Linked DNA regions of Mus musculus: all the other regions are linked to region 1. The links are chromatin contacts, called in public HiChIP or PLAC-seq and promoter capture Hi-C maps. All regions are on one chromosome and are shown on one strand. The core of a region is the stretch at or near the end of the contact, and the rest is flanking DNA. Distances in the headings are between cores, read along the strand shown. Region 1 holds the start of Celf2 (CUGBP, Elav-like family member 2). Region 2 holds the start of A230108P19Rik (RIKEN cDNA A230108P19 gene). Region 3 has its middle 610 kb from the start of Gm30904. Region 4 has its middle 690 kb from the start of 5031426D15Rik.

The links. HiChIP or PLAC-seq counts read pairs in DNA pulled down with a chosen protein or histone mark. Capture Hi-C pulls out chosen DNA fragments and counts their contacts.
Region 2: a promoter capture Hi-C map of liver shows a contact between it and region 1. The contact joins the promoter of A230108P19Rik here to the promoter of Celf2 in region 1. A contact is called at or near these places in 4 of 39 promoter capture datasets (cranial neural crest, hematopoietic stem and progenitor cells, pre-B cells and 1 more), 5 of 115 datasets of contacts at active chromatin or transcription factors (astrocytes, embryonic forebrain, embryonic midbrain and 2 more) and 1 of 9 other capture datasets (liver).
Region 3: an H3K4me3 HiChIP or PLAC-seq map of forebrain shows a contact between it and region 1, with 5 times the contacts expected there. The contact joins the enhancer-like site here to the promoter of Celf2 in region 1. A contact is called at or near these places in 1 of 39 promoter capture datasets (hippocampal neurons) and 5 of 115 datasets of contacts at active chromatin or transcription factors (embryonic basal ganglia, embryonic forebrain, embryonic hindbrain and 2 more).
Region 4: an H3K4me3 HiChIP or PLAC-seq map of forebrain shows a contact between it and region 1, with 4 times the contacts expected there. The contact joins the enhancer-like site here to the promoter of Celf2 in region 1. A contact is called at or near these places in 5 of 115 datasets of contacts at active chromatin or transcription factors (SST interneurons, VIP interneurons, astrocytes and 2 more).

The regions. Positions count from the first base shown.
Region 1 is chr2:6,883,544-6,887,116 of GRCm38.p6, forward strand. It overlaps Celf2 (CUGBP, Elav-like family member 2), which reads right to left and starts at 1,453. Exons shown (of 14, transcript NM_001110228.1): 1 at 1,309-1,453. The coding sequence starts at 1,415.
Region 2 is chr2:6,191,921-6,195,058 of GRCm38.p6, forward strand. A230108P19Rik (RIKEN cDNA A230108P19 gene) reads left to right here and starts at 1,331. Exons shown (of 7, transcript NR_040333.1): 1 at 1,331-1,401. All of the region lies in intron 4 of Echdc3 (enoyl Coenzyme A hydratase domain containing 3), which reads right to left.
Region 3 is chr2:7,732,970-7,736,550 of GRCm38.p6, forward strand. No RefSeq gene overlaps it. Among named protein-coding and RNA genes, the nearest start is that of Gm30904, 610 kb to the right of the region's middle. Within about 2 kb of position 1,317, at least 21 of the 459 cell types and tissues checked have an H3K27ac peak or open chromatin away from gene starts, as enhancers often do. A contact at or near this core is called in embryonic basal ganglia, forebrain and hippocampal neurons, where this site is marked.
Region 4 is chr2:7,618,092-7,621,514 of GRCm38.p6, forward strand. No RefSeq gene overlaps it. Among named protein-coding and RNA genes, the nearest start is that of 5031426D15Rik, 690 kb to the left of the region's middle. Within about 2 kb of position 2,025, at least 29 of the 459 cell types and tissues checked have an H3K27ac peak or open chromatin away from gene starts, as enhancers often do. A contact at or near this core is called in forebrain, where this site is marked.

The DNA.
Region 1 (3,573 bases), core at 203-2,702:
AGTTGGTGACCAAAATTGGAAAGGCAAAAGTTCTTATTCTTGGATTTCTAAACTGCTTGTCTGTGGATGCCAAAGGGGAAGCTAAAAACTAGGAATACTGATTACTTGAGCATTAAGTATGTCCTTCTTAACTTCTCTTTTATGCTACATTCCCTAGGTCCAAAAAAAGGGAGCATTTAAAATCCTCGGCGGTAAATACTGTAGAAGCAGGTCTGATCAACAAGGCATTTGCCACAATGATAATAGTATTACAAGCATCCTCAATCAATAAGTTTTCTTTCTGTAGTTAACAGAGAGGCAAGCCATAAATCTCTAACTTAATCCAGCCAACATAACTGCAAAATGCAAAAAGCTCTGAGAACGGCAGATAATAAATTTTTAAAAGCATAAAACCACAAATAAGCAGACCCAAAGCTTCCCTCTGATAGTCCACACAACAAGATTATAGGAGATAAAAGGGGGTGCTGGAAAAAAAAAACAAACAAACAGAAAACCAGCCCCAGACATGCATTAAGCTAGTTTGACAGCTCCATTGTTCCACCGGTCCCATTGTCAGACCCAAAGATGTATTCAGTGCTACAATGTCTGCTAGCAAATAAACAAAAGACTGCATTTTTAAAAGCAGGATGCCAATTCTATCATAATTCTCTCTCCGCTTCCCAAAAGGTCAGCTGTGTCTCCTTCTCGGTCTATGATAGAACCCCACCACCCATGCAGGAAGCAGGTATCTGCTTTCCCGCACAAGAGGACCCAGGACGCCATGCATGAACAGAGGTCTCCAAACAGGTACACATTTTGGCAAGCAGGATAAAGTGATCCAAACCTGATAACACGAGAGGACTATTTAGGTGTCTAAGTCCAGATTAGAGTGGTATTTGGAACGCAAGTCTAATATGGAGTCTCCTCAGCTCCTTTTTCGATGATTATTCCATGCAGAGTGCATAATAATGAAAGAGGCTTAGACATTGCAAAGGAAAAGACGAACCAACAGCCAGATTCGGAACCCTTAAAACATCCACTGGCTGCTCATAGGTAGCGGGGAGCAAATGCATGGTCTGCTTTCAAAAGACAACTAGTACACACACAACTCCCTCACAGCAGTCCTTCTCCTTTCTCTCCCTGGCTTGCTCGCTCTCCCTCCCAATCTCTTGGTCTCAATTTCATTTCCCTCTCTCTGTTTAGATTCTTTTTTCTCTCTCTTTCTCTTCTAAGATAAGGAAGCTGCTTGATTCAGGGCAAGATTGGCGTCTCCACCAGCTCTCAAAACTAGAAAAGCCTATGTTAAAAACAAAGGACCCAACAACATACCTTAAAAGCAGCTCCTCATTTCTCATAGTAACAGCGGATTTGGGACAGCGCATGCTTTCTACACTGATAGTCTCAACAAAAGCCAGTTCAGAAGTGCGCTCAAACATCAATGCCACAGTCGCTATTCACTAATGCGCCCCCTCTCCTCTCTCTCTCTCTCTCTCTCTCTCTCTCTCTCTCTCTCTCTCTCTCTCTCTCTCTCTCTCCCTCTCTCCTCTCAAATGCTGAATAGTACAGAAAAGGGCTCCTGCAGACTCACTGGGAAGAAATAATCCTCTCCGACAAGTTATGTTATCTAGGCATGTTTTTGCACTGGTGTGCTGTGTCTTCTAGAGAGAGCTTGTTTGCATGCACTCAAGCCTGGCATTGGATCTCCTAATTACCATCTTAAAAACTGGGAAGATTTTAAGCAACTCAGTGACATGTGATTTCATATATATATATATGTGTGTGTGTGTGTGTGTGTGTGTGTGTGTGTGTGTGTGTGTGTGTATGTTAGCAAAACCAATCTCACAGCACAGTTCACTATCAACTATCAGCAGAGCATCCCAGAGGACTGAGATTTGAACAGGTCAGTGTGCTCAAAAGGATTTTTGCCTCTCTTTTCTGGGACACTGCATTCACAGTTGGATTCATCTGTTCCTCTCCTCTTGTCCTTAGAAAGAGTGACAAGGTCAAGACCCTCAGCCTCACCCTGGACCATAGATGCAGAGAACAGAGGCTAAGAAACTGGGAAGTGTTTTAACTCTCTGTATGCCAGAGTTCTTATAAATTAAGAGCTTCATTCACCAGAATCCAGGCATCAAAGCCAGCAGGCAACACAAAGATTGTTTGGTCGCACTGAATGCGTAATTGACAGATACAGCAGCTTCATTCCTGAAAGGCTAATGAGTGGCTTTTTTTCCCCAAAACAAGAAAATTTGCTACTCTGCTTCACTATATTCTTGAGCCTTTGAACATAAAGTGGACCAGAGAAAATACACATTCCCCTTTCTGTTTCTTTGAGTAGGAATCATTCCATAAATAACTAGGAAGTCAAACAGTAAGTTAAGCACACACACACACACACACACACACACACACACACACACACACAGAGAGAGAGAGAGAGAGAGAGAGAGAGAGAGAGAGAGAGAGAGAGAGAACTCTATGGACTGCACACATAGTCATCCAAAAGGGCAAGTTCGGACGTCACTCCAGGGGATGCACACTGACCTTGGAAGTTGGGAAAACCCTCACTTTCTATGGAATAACCTAGAACATTTCAAAACAGACCTGAGTCAACAAAGACTGGTGTGAATCCTGAATGCTCACCCCATCCTATATCGGCACAAAGTGTATCTTTCCTAGTAAAATTCTGGACTTGAAATATAACCGGGACTAAGAGTGAAGAAAATGATGGTGGGTTTTGTTCTCCCCCATATTTGAGGACCTTAAATAATATACCCAGTATCTTGTAAGATCTCTGACTTTTGAACTTGGTCTTATCCACAGTCGGGAGATCTGGGGAGAGTGTAGAGGGAAGAGTTCCTCAGGCTCTGCTACACAACATTCCTGACTGGTGCATCCTAGACTATGGAAACAAAGAAAGGATAGACAACTGCCATTCCCATTTCTACACATCACTAAGACATGGCAAACCACTTGACAAAGATCAAGTCCCAAAACAAGAGCCTCATCTTAAGGACAACTCCATCATCCCAGGTCTTTGCTTCATTACACGATATGAAAATCACCAAGTGAACATATGAGAAGGAATGACCTTGCCAGGGAAGGCTACTGTATGAAATGCAACATGCTCCTTTGAAGTGGGAAAAGTTCATGTAAATGAACTTGGAACTGGAGAGACCTTGAGGAAATAGACTGTGACCTTCTTCCCCTTATGGCTTGTGGGAGTGTCAGAGCAGAAGGCTCTTGACCTCCCTGTAGCTCTCTTTGCCCTGTAGTTAAATGGAGCCACCAACTGCTAATTTATTTTAAAGCACGTGAAGAGCCTGTGAAACTGGGTGTGTTTGGTCAGTGCAAATATTAATAAAAAGTGAATGGTCGCATGGACATCTGCTGTGAGTTTGTCTGACAGGGAAAGTAGAACTGTGAGGCTTAGGCTGCTGCCCTGGTATCCATGCAGCTCTCCTGACATTTCAATGAATTATGGATCCATAGTAGTAGTGGCCAGAATTGAACCAAACCACTAAATCATTTATATCTATCCACTTACTTTTTAGTCTTGAGGCCTAAATAATAAGGACACTACTGATGTAAGGG
Region 2 (3,138 bases), core at 81-2,580, 690 kb before region 1:
GATTATTCCAGATAACAGATTAATCCGAGATAACGGAATTCTCGGTAGATGCCAGTGAGTGGAGTGACTAATATTAACATCCTCACTCCTACTGGATACTTCTGTGACTCTGACACTGGCTTCAAGGCTTCACAGCACCTGAGCGGATCAGCAAAGCAGAGGGGACCACACAGATGTGATGGCTGTGTGCTGCAGCATCCTGGGGCCTCTCTGCTTATCTTTTGGGTGGGCCCCATGCCTTGGTTTATCCAGACTGTAAGAACAAAAGGCCATAAACTGTGTGGCTGAGAAGCAGGAAGATCTCATGCTCTGGAGGTTGGGAAGCCCAGGTTCAAGGCATCAGCAGATTTAGTGTCCAGGGAGAAAGCTGACTCCAGGTTCAGAGACTGATGTATCACTGTGTCCTCACATGGGACCTGACACCCCTTTCCCACAGACTCTAGTCCCATCATGAGGTTCTACTCTTGACCCAACATCACATCCCAAGGCCCCACCTCCAACAGCTGTCACTTTGATGATTGCACTGCAACATATGAACTCAGGGAACAACACATTCAGGCTGTAGTAATGGTGTCTGTCTTCTTGAGACTGTGGACTGCAGCTTGAGGAGATGCAGGGAGAAAGAGGAATGAGTGGGGGAGGGTTGGATACGGTGCACACCCACCAGGTGTGCACAGGTTACACACACCAGATCACTGCCCTCATCTCGCCGGGAAACTAGGAAAAGTTGCTAGCATGCATGGGTGCTTTTAAGCTGCATTTTCTAAATTATGTTAGGCATGCAACTCACTGTTAAATAGTCGATATGAGTCATGTCCGAGTCTCTGTGGGAGTTGTGGTATGGGTGAGGATCGAACTCTGAGTTAGACTTGTGGGAGATAAGGGTGTGCAAACACACAGCCAGGTGGGTAGGTAAGCGGAAGCAAGGATTTTCCCCGTGGTGAAGGGACTGGTGTTGGAAGGAGACTCGAGTCCTTTCTAGCTTTCCTGGAATACTTACTGATATACTTATGGGACGCCTGATGTGCTGGCTCTTAGCTGTGCATGGCCAGCCCGGCCTCGGGAAGAGAACATCTGGAGGCAGGGCTTTTATATAGCACAATGAAGATGCATGGTTGAATTCAAGGGAACGACTTTAAAAATAAGATGAATAATCATGCCTTGACACAGTATGCTCAACTCCATGGCTTTTGCCCAGTAGAAGAACTGCAGTCTTTAACTTTCCAGCACAGCAGAACATTTTCCTAGAGTGCCCAGCAGAGGGAAGTAGAGTCCAACACATGTTGTCCTAACACCTAAGTAGGAAAGGACTGAGACGTCCATCCAGGCCAGTTTGCAAAAGCACCTGCCTGCTTCTCTGCGGATAAACACAGGGACCTATTATCACCAGCAGATGCAATGGTACGTTCACAGTGTGTGCTTGAGTTCACTCTTCTTCTGGGGGGCCAGAATATGAAGAGAAACTATAATTCTGAGTGTGTGTGTGTGTGCGCGCGCGCGCGCGCGCTCATAAGTGTGCATGCACATATTGGACTGGGTGCACGTGTGCACGTGTATTTAGAGGTCAGAAGTCAACCTTGGGTGGTGTTTGCCAGGAGCTGTCTACCTTGTTTTTTGAAAGGCATCTACAGGATGTCTTTCAGTGGGTAGAAGTTGCTGATTACTTAGACTGGCTGGTCCCAGAGCTTCGGGGATCCTCCCGTTTTGGCCTCCTCAGCTCTGAGATGACAAGTGTGCACCGCGAGGCCTGGCTTTGATGAGTGTGCTCTGCAGATGGAACTCAGGGCCTCCTGCTTGTGCAGCTGGAATTTGCTGATGGAGCTGCCTTCCCCACCCCCAGGACAGACTGTTGTCGTTTGAGAAGGCCTGCTTCCTGACAAAACGTTCTTTGGCAGGGAAAAAGCGATTCTGGTTCTCACGATGCCCTTGCCCCTTCATCTGTCACACTGTGCAGATTACGCAATGTGGTTCCGAGAACTGGGCTTCCATGGAATTCAAGGGATATTTTGGTTACATTTCTCCTCTTTCTTTTCAAAAACAATTGTAAAGTTTGACAGTCTGAAGTTTCTAGGAATTCTGATAAGCCTTAATTTAGAAGGCTTGCTATTTTTTACCCTGTCAATAGGACTTAAATGCCTTTACCATGGAACCTTCCAGCAAGTCATGTGTTGGAAAGAGGATGAACCAGTATAGCAACTTCTTGCTATGAAAGGCTTCATGGTTTCATCTGCAGTTACAAGACAGTCCTTGAGTATCACAGGAGATTTGTAATCTATTTTGACTTGAAGTCCAGGCAATGATATAAGAAATATTCACTAAACATGGCTGCACTTAAGGCAAATATCTATCTAAAATAATAAGCAAGCACCTCCCCTTTGAAAGATGCTTGAGCAAACCCTCACCTCTTGCAGCTTGTAGCCCACTTCCAGCCTGGTGTCCGCATACTGGTTTGTAGTAAACTGCAGTATCTTCATAGGTGCACCCGTTTCTGCCAAAACTAACCAGGAGGACCTGGGGAAGGGCAAAATTCTCCCAGGCACCCCTTGGCTCTACTGCTGTTTTCCCTTCAGGTCTCACTTCTTTCTTGCCTCAGGCCTGTGAGCCACTGTTAAGTTTGGCAGTTGTTTCAAGACCAGATAGCCTGTTCTCCTTGCTCGCTGCATATATAGGTTTGCGCCTTCGTTTCCAGATTTCCCACTGAGAACAGGATGTCTTCCTCCCAGAACAGACACTGTGGTTTTCCGCTTCATGGATGCCCACTGAACGCTATTCTGTGAGGTTTTGGACGGAAGACAGCTTTACAAGGGGAAACAGACTTGATTGTCATTAGTGATGACAAGACAGCTCCGACACACAGCTGCTCCTTGTGCAGAGTCCCACAGTATGGACAGGCTAGTTCTGGTCTAACCACTGTAAGCCCAGCACTGTAAATCAGACACTGTAACTCCTTTCTGGAATGAGAATGGTTGTCAAGAAATCACTAGCCAGAGATTCAGCCTCAGCCCCTTGTCACTGGCGCTGTGTCAGCGCGCTGTGCACTGTGTCTCCTGGGCAGCCATTTGGTGGAACAAAACTGTTTCAATTGCATTTTCAAATGAGATTACACAAAGGCCATGCTTTTCTGAAAAGGAAAAACCT
Region 3 (3,581 bases), core at 67-2,566, 850 kb after region 1:
GAGGTATGCTAGCCATACTCTGTAACAGGTAGGTACTGAGGGATGCTGGGAGAACCTGGCAGCCAGGCCTATTTTCATATGTTAAATAGTCACTTGAGCCATTTGCCCAAGGGTGAGGGTTTGAGACTTACAGTCTGGGGCTCACTAGGGTAAAATGGCTGGCCAGTGGGGCTCCGGCTCATACAGTTAAATCACATTGCATTCATTTTCTCTCTGTGTGTCTCAGTAAACTTCAGATCCATATCAAAACAGCTCCTTCTGTCTTTGGAGAATCATGCATGCCAGGCTCTGGTCCCACTTTGCTCTTTTTTCCCCCTCCCCATAGGCTGCTGTGTCTCATTTTGTAAGTCTCACTACCTCTGAAATCCCTCTGTCGTACAGGATAGCCTCAAATTCCAAGATCCATCTGTCTCTGCCAACCAAATGCTAGTAACAAAATTGTGCACAACCATAGCAGGCCCTTCTTTAATTTTAAAACATCATTTAACACCTAACTCTATGACTCCTACTTTTAAAAACGGAACAATAGAATTAAGGTTCATGAGTTTATTTTTAGCAAAGAAGAGATGCACAGACAAAGGAGACAAAAACACAAATGTGGGAATGTTTCCTTCAGGGCCAGCAAGACAGTCTATTCCATGGGGAAAGGCACTTTCTGCCAAACATGAGTTCCTATGGTCAATCACAAGGACCCACATGGTAGAAGGAGAGAAAAAGATTCCTCATATTTTTGTTCTGACCACATGAGCTCTGTGGTGGTACAAGCGCATCTCTCTCTCTCTCTCTCTCACACACACACACACACACACACACACACACGCACACACACATACACTTGCATGCACATGCACACACACTTTAAAAAAAAAATTCCTGCTTGGTATTCTCACAAGTAAAATTCTGACTTTCTTTTTATCCGATGGGCATGTTTGGAGTAATTAGAACATCTGCTCCCTGAAACTTTCACTATCAACTTCATAATAAGGCAATTTTTTTCAGTCTAGTAGCTGATGGGTGAAAAGAGCAATACTTTCATAACATAACGACGAGTACACTCTCCTTTCCTAATAAAACAGAGCACAAGCCATGCTATGAAAAACAGGACATGGGAAGGACACTGGTCCTCAACCAAAAACTCTAGGAAGATGCCACAAGGTAGCCTTTCCAAATGAGAAGCTCTGGCTCTCAGATGAGGTTTTTCAGAAGAGAATTCCAGGGTCTTGACTTTTCCCTGCCTCTACAGTGTAGTTCTGTACGATGCAGTTTAATACAGCACCAACTTCCTATGAACGGATCAGAAGCAGTTTTGAAAGTCAAATGTGCCAGGGGAGTGCTTCCTGTGCAGGGTGACAGCCATTATCCGCCCTCCTGCCTCCTCTTTAAGGCTTTCAGATACAGCAGCAATTCCATAAAGTCTTTCTATTCATCTCTGGCACGTCTATCTCTTGTCTCATTATAATTTCACTTATTTCTATAAAAGAAACTTGACAGCTACAGAACATTTGAGGGAAGAGAGGAAGGCGGGTGGTATGCGGGGGAGGAAAGAAGCAGGCAGCGAGAGGGGGGGAAGCAATCTGCACGTGGCTGTAAGTCCTCAGAGAACCCCTTTGGGTGACACCTTCAGAAAGGACTGCATAACAGCCATATGGCAGCATGGTCCCTTGGCATTATTTGCAGTTGCCTAGAGGCTTCTGGGTAAATGGGATAAAGTCCCTGCCACTAGCATAACAAAGGGGAAGCTCCCCCCACCCACCCCCACCCCAGCAACAGTATACACAGCTTCCTACAGTTATCCTGAGCAGGGATTCTGGCACCTGTAACTCCATCTGTGTACATTAAAAGTTATATGTGCGTATTTGAAGCGGCAAGTTCTTGCTAAGTTGTGCATCCATTTCTTTCCTAATTCTAAAAAGAAAAATTTTAAATGAAGCAAAGGAGGCTGTCAGCTCTAAGTCTTTGCTCCCATCATACTTACATGCTAATCCCCAGCGTGATGCTTTCTGGAGATAGGCTCTTGGGAGTTAAAAAGGTCATGAAGCTAGAGTCCTCTTGAGGGGAATTGCTACCCTGGTAAAAGGCAAAATAAAAACTTTGCTATTTATGCTCAGAGCACAAAAGAAACAAGAAGCATCCAACATCCTTTAACACAGCAGCAACTCTTACTAAGAACCCAACTGCACAGGCACCCTAATGTCAGACCTGTAGTCCCAGCTATGAGAAATAATCTCTATCCCATTAATTCTCTTGGTCTATGATGCTTTGTTATAGTAACATAAACTGACTAGAGAAACTCTCTATAACTTTTACATAACTGCATCCCTCTAAATATGAATTCCTAGCATACCCACATCCTTAAGCAACACCTCATAGAAACAAGAAAAAAAATAATAAGATTTTCATGCATGCATGTGTGTTTATGTCTATATATGTTCAGAGATACACATGTGTGAACAAATTCACATACATCTGAGCATGGGCGTGTGGAGACTAGTAGACAACCTCTGTGTTATTTCTTATGTGCATCCCACTACTTTGAGACAGATTTACTTACTGACTTTGGTTGCATGGGCAGGCTTGTAAATTTAGCCATCCCTGTGTCCACCTTCCCATTGCTGGATGATAAGCCGCTATGCTAGGCTAAGCTCTCTCACACTACTGCTTAGAATCCAACCAACCCTCCATGCTTAAAGGCAAGCACTTTACCAACTAGTCATTTCCTTAGTCCCAAGTCTTTCAATTTTGATAATATAACCCATAGTTTCTTTTAGGTTATTAAATGCATTATCTCTGTGATTTTGATTCCAAGACAAAGTATTTTTGCAGGCAAACCATACTATAATAAAATATAATAATTCTTTGATCACATAATTGTTTACAATCCAAAAATATGTAACAAAAATTTAAAATAGTTCTTACTGACTTATCAAATCCTTGATATATGGATTAATAGTATAATCTAAATAATTTGACTTGTGTTACCATTTTTGATGTACTATAAGCCAAGATTCCCCTTTTTTTAGGAAAGCAGGAAAGAAGTTTATATACTTGAAAGTGTGAATGATATATACCCATAAATATGTTTTCTCTGTAGCTTTTATTAGCTTCCTGTAAATTATCTGAAGATTTACTTAAAAACACAATTACAATTGTAATTTTTATTTCCTTAGAAATGTTATTAATATTTTTCTTGGATACATTCTAGACAGGTAAGGAATGGGTAAAATTTTATTATAATTAAGAAGCTGGTAACACCTTAGGAATAGGGAAGGTGGTAGGACTGATGGCTTCCCCTATGTTCAAGGATCTAACATAATGTGACCCTCTTGTACATTTTTACTTTCACTTAATATTGCCTCCATTTTTGTGAGTCCTATTGGTACAACTTTTGTCTTCCTTGGTGCCTTTAAGAATCATAAGCGATGTGATTATCATCACCATGAGAATAATTAACCATAGCTTTTTGGCACTCTAAGTTGGGAATGTATTATTTCAAGTAGTCAGGACTGAACTGCTAAACTCTTCCACTTTGAAACTGTAAAGGGCTCCCCCACCTGGATTCAAGTGCCTTAGTCATGCAGCTT
Region 4 (3,423 bases), core at 775-3,274, 740 kb after region 1:
ACTTTTAATTTATCTCTAGGATTTCTTTTGGACCCTTGACTGAAGCTGCTTTTTAAAAGTTTCATTCATATCACTCTTTCCTTTTGGTTCTAATTTCTTCTTGTCTAATTCCATATGCTTCTAGGTTTAAGCCATAATCTTAGGTAGAACAGTCATATATTTTTAGCCCTATCTAACTACCTAGAAAAGTTCTCATTTATGTTTCTATATGTCAGAAAACATGAAATTCAAATGAAACTATTTTGATAGAATCATAATAAGGGCTACTTTGATATAGGATCCAACTTCCTGAAGCAAAGGGAAAGCCACATGTCCTTACCATCTCCCATGTGACTCTAATCCCTAAATCCATTCCTTGTTTGGGAGCATATTTTTATTTTTAATTTTTATCTCTGGGTCCATCTGAAGCCTCTCCATATGTCACATGCTTAAATATAGGTGGGTGTTCTCATTATATTCTTATATTTTAAACTCCATATCAAGGGACCTTAGAAAGGGCCATGTTTCACTCTGTATTGTTCAGAGCTATCTCTGCTTGCATATTTTTGCAATCTATTTTTCAACAGTGAGAAACTATTTAACAGTTTATAAGTATATTGTTCACTTCTATGTTTTTTAGCTGATTCCCCCAAAATGTTTTTTTCTATCCTTGGTATTCGAATTACATGAAAATTTATAGCTTATGGTATTCTCAAATACAAGTCAAAATTAAATGATTCTTTTCAATCCATTATGGGATATTGTTTTACAAATATACCCACTGCATATTTATAGTAGCTATTCTTCTTAAAAATGTGAATGAGCAATTTCCATACATTTCAAAGAAAAAAGAATATATACTTTTAGTGTCATATTATAGTCATATTCCCAAGATGAAATAAGAAGGTATTTAAAAATGTCTAATCACTGTCTACAACTAACAGGATATCTTTGTTGTGATAACAGCGAATCTGGTGAGTTTAGACTCATATTTTACTTTTAAGTACTTACTCAAGAGATTGTAATCATGTGTATTTTTTTAAAAATGTGTTTACCCTCTCAACTTGCTAGTAAATTTCTCTTTCACACCGTGGTGCATCTGTAAGCATCTGAAGTGTTTCTCCCAGTTGCATCTAGTTTTAAATTAAAAGTGCCTAGATGAATGGGAATTTATTGCAATCTAATACACTTCCTTTCCACTTTTTTATGATGTCATGATGTTTCTGAGATCTTTATGGCCATTAATTACTTGTGTTTTTATGATATTGCAATAATCTAGAAGGGAAAGAACATATTTTTCTCTGTACTTAAGCAGAATCAAAGAGCAGGAAAAGCAGTTTCAGTAAATTGTTAATATCTTTCCTGAGACAGGGTATATCAGCATCCCACTTTGACCTAAATGATAGGACTGTGCTCCACACAGTAACCACACCACCATATTTCTTTTTTTTTAAATTTTAAATATCCATATTGAATTAGTAGTTATACAGAACTTAACCAATATTTTTAAAGACAAAAATTAACCAAGCTAAAAGGCTGTTAAAATCATGGCATCCCAGAGTTGTAGGAGGATCATCTTCCACAGATGGTATATGTTACAAAACAGGTTTCTCTTGATTTGGTACAAAAGCAAGTAGCTTTGTTTCTCTAAGCACTGGTGATTTAAAAATATTCTAAAGGTAAATATTTAAGTGAGGTTATTCCTGCAGCTCTGGAGACTTGTTTATAATATTTTAAAACTTGAAAATTCCCTTGTAATGACCTTACGTTGACTTAGTATGAATTTACATTTCTCAAGAAAACTGAGTAGTGGATTCATCATTTGCTGTTGCTGAGATTATGCCTATTCCTGTGTGCTTAGGCAGACTGGACGTTCAGTAATAAAGTAAACCACTTAAAGCAGAAAGGTCAATAGAGCAAGCCAGTAGGGACGGCCAACTAAATGTCAGTACTCTGGGAATGAAAAAGAAGCACAGTCCCCTCTAGATCCTTCTACTGCAAAAGCTGGCCCACGATGTGAAACCCTCCCAGACAGTGGCAAGAAGCCCAGAAATCGGAAGCACCTGACTCCTTCAAGCCAAGAATCTCTGGATGAGAAAGCTGGGTAAGCACTGGGAAAAGCGCCTCGTTCTAACAGCACAGATGGCCACAGCCATGGCTGCCAAATGGCTCACTGGGTCTGACAAAGGAGACAGGTGATCAAATAGACAAAGGCTGAAATGACCGCTCTAAATAGTACTGGAGAATGTGACAGGACCCGGGATAGAGGCAAAAACTGACAATTCATGGAATTGATTGTTGTCTACCTGACTGCTTGTCCCTTGGACATCTGTCTTCCCCCGCTCTTGGATGTCTTAGGCTTCTCAAGTAGAGATCAGGTGCTTGCACAGATGATATGCTGGGTTCCTGCTGGGTGGGGAGTAAATCACTGGGTTCTGTCAGTTACTGCATCTCAATGATCAATAGGACTGTGAGAAAGTCACCATTTCACTGGTGTGAAAGAGTTCCCTGCCTCAAACAGTGAGTCAGTTTCACAAATATAAATGGATGCCATTCAAGATCTATAAACAAGTTGAAACACTGGAGGAGATACTGAAGATATAGATGACAGTTTATAATAGGCCAACCCTATCAAATAATTAATATAAATCACAGTTCTTTTCCTTTTAGTTAGACTCTTCTGGAACAAAGTTATCTTTTTGCCAATTATTATTGTTTTGGATTCACCTTTTACATGTGCATGCACATTGTATACATTTATATGTTTAAGTTCATAGCCATATGAGTATGCATGCCAATGTAGTCAACCTTGATTGTCTTTCCTAAGGCCTATTATGAACTTTTTAATTTAAAATTATATACATATACATTTACACGGCCCATAAGTATTCAGGCATGGATAAGGCAAGGACTCAGGGGATCCTACACTTCATGACTATACTATTAGCTAGCAACACCTTCATGGAGTAGAGAAATCATTGCCTTAAGTCCTGTACCAACTGATGACCCTACCACAGTCCAATGGAATCTTCCAATATAGTGGTCATGCAGATGTCCCGGGTAGTTATGTGTGTATGCATGCATGCACATCTATGTATAAGAACACAGACATGAGATTGTCATGGCACACTTCAGAGGGAGGACAACTTTGAGTGTTGGTCGTCCCCTTCTGTCTTGTTCAAGAGGAAGCTTTTGTCCACCACCGTGTACAACAGTGTCAGTGATTCACAAACCTCTAGAGATTCTGTCTTCACGTCCCATCTTCCTGTGGGAGCACAGAGATCACAGATGTCCACCATCACACTCAGATGCTCCCTGGTTTCTGAGGGCTTAAGCTTAGCTCTTCACATTGGTGTGGCATGTGCCTTACATACCAAGCCATCTCCCTGCCCAATTTATTTATTAACATGAGCATTCTCATTTTTTAACATGGTCTGGAGCCTC